Regions from separate parts of the Mustela erminea genome. Here region 2 is linked to region 1. A link is a contact called in public Hi-C data. All regions are on one chromosome and are shown on one strand. The core of a region is the stretch at or near the end of the contact, and the rest is flanking DNA. Distances in the headings are between cores, read along the strand shown. Region 1 holds the start of LOC116576910 (protein argonaute 12-like). Region 2 holds the start of COPRS (coordinator of PRMT5 and differentiation stimulator).

Region 1 (2,816 bases), core at 104-2,603:
TTAAGGGCTCTGAGGCTGGCTTGCTAAAGAGCCTGACTCCGAGGGGTCATCTGTGGGGGAGGGGGTGCAAAAAGAGCAGAAGCACGGAGCAGTCTTGGAGAGACAGACTACCGTGGGAGAAGAGCAAAGGTAGCATGAATGACCCTGGCTGCTGGGCTTTTCTGAGCTGCTTCCCCAGAGCAGCTGATGGAAGGTGCACCATACCAGGAAGGAACTGGGCAGAGAGGGGCTGCTCTCAGGCCTGTACTTCACTGTGGCGACCCTGGCACATAATGCCATCTACAAAATGTGGGCAATGATAATACCCATCTAAGGGTCAGTGTGAGAACCTAAGGAGAAGCCAAGGGTCTTGGCACCTAGAAATTTCTCACTGAGAGCTAGCTCATCTGGGCACATTCTTGAAGGCGGTAGTTTTCAAATTGCCGGAGGTACATGAGTGGATAGTCAAAGCCATTTTAACAGCTTGCGAGTAGCATTTTTGGGGGGAGGGGAACAGAATGGGCTAGGACAAGAAAACTGTCATGTGCATAAGAATTGTTTCATGAGACATTTTATATACATAAATAGGTACAGATATTTCCTACCATGGGGCATGACTAGAAGTTTGAAAGTCACTGCCCTTAGACAATGTTTCTATAAAGATGGTTGGAAGGTATGTCTTTCTAACTTACTGTCCCCATTTTGGCCATATCAGCATACTTATTTATTGATGAGAGAGAGAGAGAGAGACAGCCAGAGAGGGAACACAAGCAGGCAGAGTGGGAGAAGGAGAAGCAGGATTCCCACTGAGCAGGGAGCCCGATGCAGGACTCGATCCCAGGACCGGGGGATCATGACCTGAGCCAAAGGCAGTCGCTTAACAACTGAGCCACCCTGGTGCCCCTCGGAATACCTTTTCTAATAGTAGAGACTTAATACTTGGCTGTGAACCTTCTCACTAACCATTTTTTTCCATCATTGTGACGATATTCATGACATTGACATTGAAAAATACACATCACATTTTTTTTCTACCTGTCACACACAGGAGCGCTGTGCTTGGGGACACGGGTGTGTCACGGTGAAAGCACTTGGCTCAAAGTACAGCTTGGAGGAACTGTGAGATGCAGACCAGCCCCAGCCCAGTGCCCAGCTTCTCTAGTCCTTGGGGTTGACCTTCCCACTGTGGCCCCCTCAAGGACAGCCCCTGTCTGCTTGTGGACTGGCTCTGGATCTTTTGGGGGATGTCACTCCCAGTGGAGGAGGCCAGAGCCCAGCATCTAACTTTGTCTAGTGAGCTGCCACAAACTCCGCAGAATCTCTTTTCTAGTCCAGCTTTGATTCCATTGATGGGATTAGGTGCCCCCTACGGCCATGCGCTTTGATGTGGTCAGGGGGTAGCAGGGAGATTTCAAGCTCAGGGAGCAAATCTTAATCTTCTGCAGGCTTCTCTGGGATCAGCACTGGGGTAAACCCATTACATCCCTGCCCTTTCATCCCCCCAGGGCACCGGCTCCTCCAGGCCCCTCCAGGCTCCGAGATCCAAAGGGTTTGTCAGATTTAGAGAGAGCAATAAAAGGGGAAGAAAAAGCAGAGCATGAACCCCAGGCCCCCTCTAGCACCGGCAGCATCCCCAGCAATGTCAGTGCATCTTCCTCTTTCTTCCCTTCTAATCCTAGGCTCCCACAAAACAGGGATTACAGACACTTGGGGCCCACTGCTCACCCTGCCTCAGCACTGAGCACCTCTGCCCACACCTGGCCACCATCTGCCCTCCATCCCTCCCAAAGCTGCTCTCTCCTGGGAGCTCCAGCTCCGGCACTTCTGTCTGTCCAGCCCCAGACTCTCCCCTGCATGGAGGGAGCTGGCCAACTGAGCAGATAAAGCACTTCTCTTCCATCACAGTGAGGTTTTAAGGCATGTTTTGGGTTGGTGAGGCCAAGAAAAAGACAGGAACATAGCCAATATCTAGATGAGGCCACAAACAGGTATGTCTCGTGATTTTCTTTAAATTAAATCAGACTCCAGCTCCAACGGAAGAGAAGCAGGGGGTACTGCATCTCAGTGGTGATCTGGGCTTTTCCATCATTCCCTCTTACTTCCTTCTCCATGTTCCCTGGAATCCTGGCCATCTTGAGGGTAGGCATCTTGGCAGAGGCCCGCGGATGCCCCAGATCACTCTCAGATGAGACAGGCAGTTACTCCCCGACGTCCTGGCGTTTCTAGAGAGAGTGGGTCAGCAGTTCCCCACAAAGGGGATTCCGCTGACTTCTGACCCCTTTCCAATCTTGGGAAAGCTGTCGCCGACCCTCTCAGTTTTTCTCTACCACCCTTCCTCCCCACAGTCCCGCTAAAGGAGATCGGGTTTTCGGAAAGCAGAGCCAGGAGAAGAGGTGGTCTGCAGGCAACTGGAAGAGGGGGTGGGGATGGGTAGAAAACACAAAATTAACATCTCTACAAAGCACGCTGCGGGGTACCGTTGCGCTTGGCGCTTTACATTTATTATCTTGGTTGGCCACGCAAGGCCCCAGGAAGCGTCTGGATGGCTCCGGGTTCCAAATGGGGAGGTTGAGGCCGGCCACCGGAGAGCTCCACCCGGACGGGGACACGGCCTAGGAGCAGCGTGGCCGGCAGGGGGCTCTCCGCGCCGGCCTTCGCGCGAGGACGCGCCGGCAGCCGCTCCGACCGGTCAGAGGAGGAAAAGGGAAAATTACTGGAGCTCGGGGGCGGGAAGGGCTGCGTGACTGGGACGAAGGCACTCGAAACTGTCGAGTCGGGCCCCTCGCGTCCGGACTCGACCCCTGGGGCGGCTCGGGCAGTCCGGGAGAGGGGCACCC
Region 2 (2,840 bases), core at 67-2,566, 220 kb after region 1:
CTCTCATGTGCACCACTGCGGTAGGTCCCTGCCCTCCCCACTCACCCACCCTGCCCAGCCTTAACAGTATCAACCACCACTCTGCTCAAAAATCTTCAACAGCCCTCCACGTGGGCACATAAAATTGGCCATGGCATTCACACCAACCCATCATCACCCCTCAACCTGTTGAGCATAGTCCTCTCCCCTTGCCCTGAGGCTGTGCCACCGAAGCTCCCACCCATTTGCTCCCCACCTCTGCAGGCGCCACCAACCTGTCCCCTTGGAGAGAAAAGCCCGCATCCTTCCTGCTACATCCTGATGGAATCACTATCATCCTATGCGCACTCCAAAGTAATTTGTGTATGTCTATCACTGCATTTTTGTTATCTTACTCGGGTTTAGTACCATCTCTGATGCTTAAACAAGCATTCCTGTCCTCTCTCCCATTAACAGCAGCGTCTTCCTGTCCTCTCTCCCATTAATAGCCGCGTCTATCGTGGCACGGCAGGACACTAGGCGCCGGGTTAACAGCACTCAGCAGAGGGTTCCTACCCTCACGGAGCTCACCATCCAGCAGGACTGACTGACTGTAAACAGGGACAGGTGATGACAGTAATAACGGTCTTTTGAAACAGCAGGAGCTGTCTGGCGCGCAAATGAAAACAAGTTTCTGGAACCCCTGCGTCAAGCCGGGCCTTGGGTTTCAGCAAACAGAAAAGGAGAGCGCGCCTCAGACGTCATGTGGTGCTCAGGTTGAGCCGTGCATCCCCACCCATGGTCCCAAGTCCAGTGGGGACAGCGCGCTGCTCGCAGCCCTCACCTGGCCCCGGCCCAGGCCCCCGGCAGCGGCCCCCAGTTCTTGGCCATCAGCATCACCTCCCATTCAGCGAGTAAGCAGAGGCGCCCCCGCGATGGCCGGCCCGCCCCCCGCCCCCCCCGCCCCCCCCCGCCCCGCTCGCCTTCCCCCGCCGCCTCCCACGCCCTAGGCAGCCGCAGCCCGGCAGTTTCCAGCGCCAGCGCGCGCCCAAACGGCGTTCCTCCGGCCCCACGGCCCCCGCCCCGCCTCGCCTCGCCTCGCCTCGCCCCGCCTCGCCCCGCCTCGCCCGGCCAGCGAGCCCCGCAACTTCCCGCCCCGCGCTGCTGCCGGCGGCCGCGCTCACCCCCGGGCTGGGGGGCGACTCCCGCGCGCTCGGCACTGGCGGACCCCGAGGCGGCTCAGCAGCCCCCGGCCCCCGGGCTCCGGCGGCCTGACGGTCCATGCCTGGCGGCCCGCGGCTCGGCGCCCTGGACGCTGCTCGGCCACGTGACGCGCCCGCCTGGCTGCCAGCCCGAGGATACGCCGCGGAGGGGCCAATCAGCCGGGGGTGCTGCGGCCGAGGGGGGCGGGACCCAGGTCACGAGGAAGCCAGGGGCGGGGCGGCGCGGGAGAGGCGGGGCGCGCGCGACAGCCTCAGCCTCCTACCTACGGGTCCCGGGATCGGATTTTCGTCGCTCCGGCCGGTGCCCGTCCCAGCTGATGGCTAGCTGGGTCTGCGGTGCCGGCAGGGATCCCTACCCCACCACGCTGGGTGTGCTTCGGCCACCGAACCTCGAATTCCTGTTAGGTCATTCAATCACCCGAGTCTACCTGCTAAGTCTACAAAGCTCAGTTCTCAAAAGTTTGAATGCATTTGAGCTCCAACCTCAGTTCACTCTCCATCATAGGTGTTTGTAGAACTCAGGCTGGAATGGGACCATAACCGACCCACAAATGGATGTGCCCGGGGATTCTCCACCCTAAATTATGATAGTTCTTATAAAGGTAATGGATTAGAAATCAGGACAGATGATGAAAACAATGTGCACACACCATACGACAGTCTCCATAACCCTGAACATTCTGTGCTGTCACAGTAGCTTATTCTGGTTTCCTGGTTTTTGTTTTGTTTTGTTTTTTAAAGATTTTATTTATGTATTTGACAGAGAGAGATCACAAGTAGGCATAGAGGCAGGCAGAGAAGAAAGGAGGAAGCAGGCTTCTTGCTGAGCAGAGCCTGATGCAGGACTCGATCCCAGAACCCTGAGATCATGATCTGAGCCCAAGGCAGCGGTTTAATCCACTGAGCCACCCAGGCGCCCTGTTTTTTTTAATGCCTTTGTCAAAGCCTGACCCTCTGCGGCTAGAAGGCAGCAGCAGATGGGCAGGTCCTGACTTGGGGACAAATCCAAAGTCACCCTTCCCTGCCTTCCCCCAGACTGCCTGAACTCTCCATAACAAACCTGCTCAGGGCGTGATAATCATTTTAACAATGAAGTAGCAGGAAAGTTAGAAACGGGGATTCCTGCTCACGAGGACAATCTTTTGGGACATTAGACAGGTTATTCCTTCATCTCCCTCAAAAAATGTCACCCATAAGACATTTGAAAACATAGTGTACAGGAGGAATGGGCAGAACAGTTGAAGGTCAGTGGGAGACCCAGGCTTACAGTCATGGAATGAATAAATTATGGGGACAGAAGCTACAGTATAGGAAATATAGTCAGTGATACTGTAGTGGACTTGTATGATGACAGATGGGAGCTACACTTGTGGTGAGCGCAGCTAACATATGGAGTTGTTGAATGGGCTGTGTTGTACACCTGAAACTGATGTTCACATTGTGTCAACTACACTCAATTTATAATTTTAAATAAAAATTTTTCCTGGGGCACCTGAGTGGCTCAGTGGGTTGAGCCTCTGCCTTCGGCTCGAGTCACGATCCTGGAGTCCTGGGATGGAGCCCCGCCATCAGGCTCTCTGCTCAGCAGACAGCCTGCTTCCCCTGTTCTCTGCCTGCCTCTCTGCCTACATGTGATCTCTCTCTCTGTCAAATAAATAA

The links. Hi-C and Micro-C count contacts between places; a contact is called where the count stands out from the background.
Region 2: a Hi-C map of skeletal muscle shows a contact between it and region 1, with 7 times the contacts expected there. The contact joins the promoter of COPRS here to the promoter of LOC116576910 in region 1. A contact is called at or near these places in 3 of 3 Hi-C or Micro-C datasets (fibroblasts, skeletal muscle and spleen).

The regions. Positions count from the first base shown.
Region 1 is chr18:21,187,445-21,190,260 of mMusErm1.Pri, forward strand. It overlaps LOC116576910 (protein argonaute 12-like), which reads left to right and starts at 1,354. Exons shown (of 6, transcript XM_032319470.1): 1 at 1,354-1,376. The coding sequence starts at 1,354.
Region 2 is chr18:21,411,738-21,414,577 of mMusErm1.Pri, forward strand. COPRS (coordinator of PRMT5 and differentiation stimulator) reads right to left here and starts at 1,317. Exons shown (of 5, transcript XM_032321936.1): 1 at 1,143-1,317. The coding sequence starts at 1,241.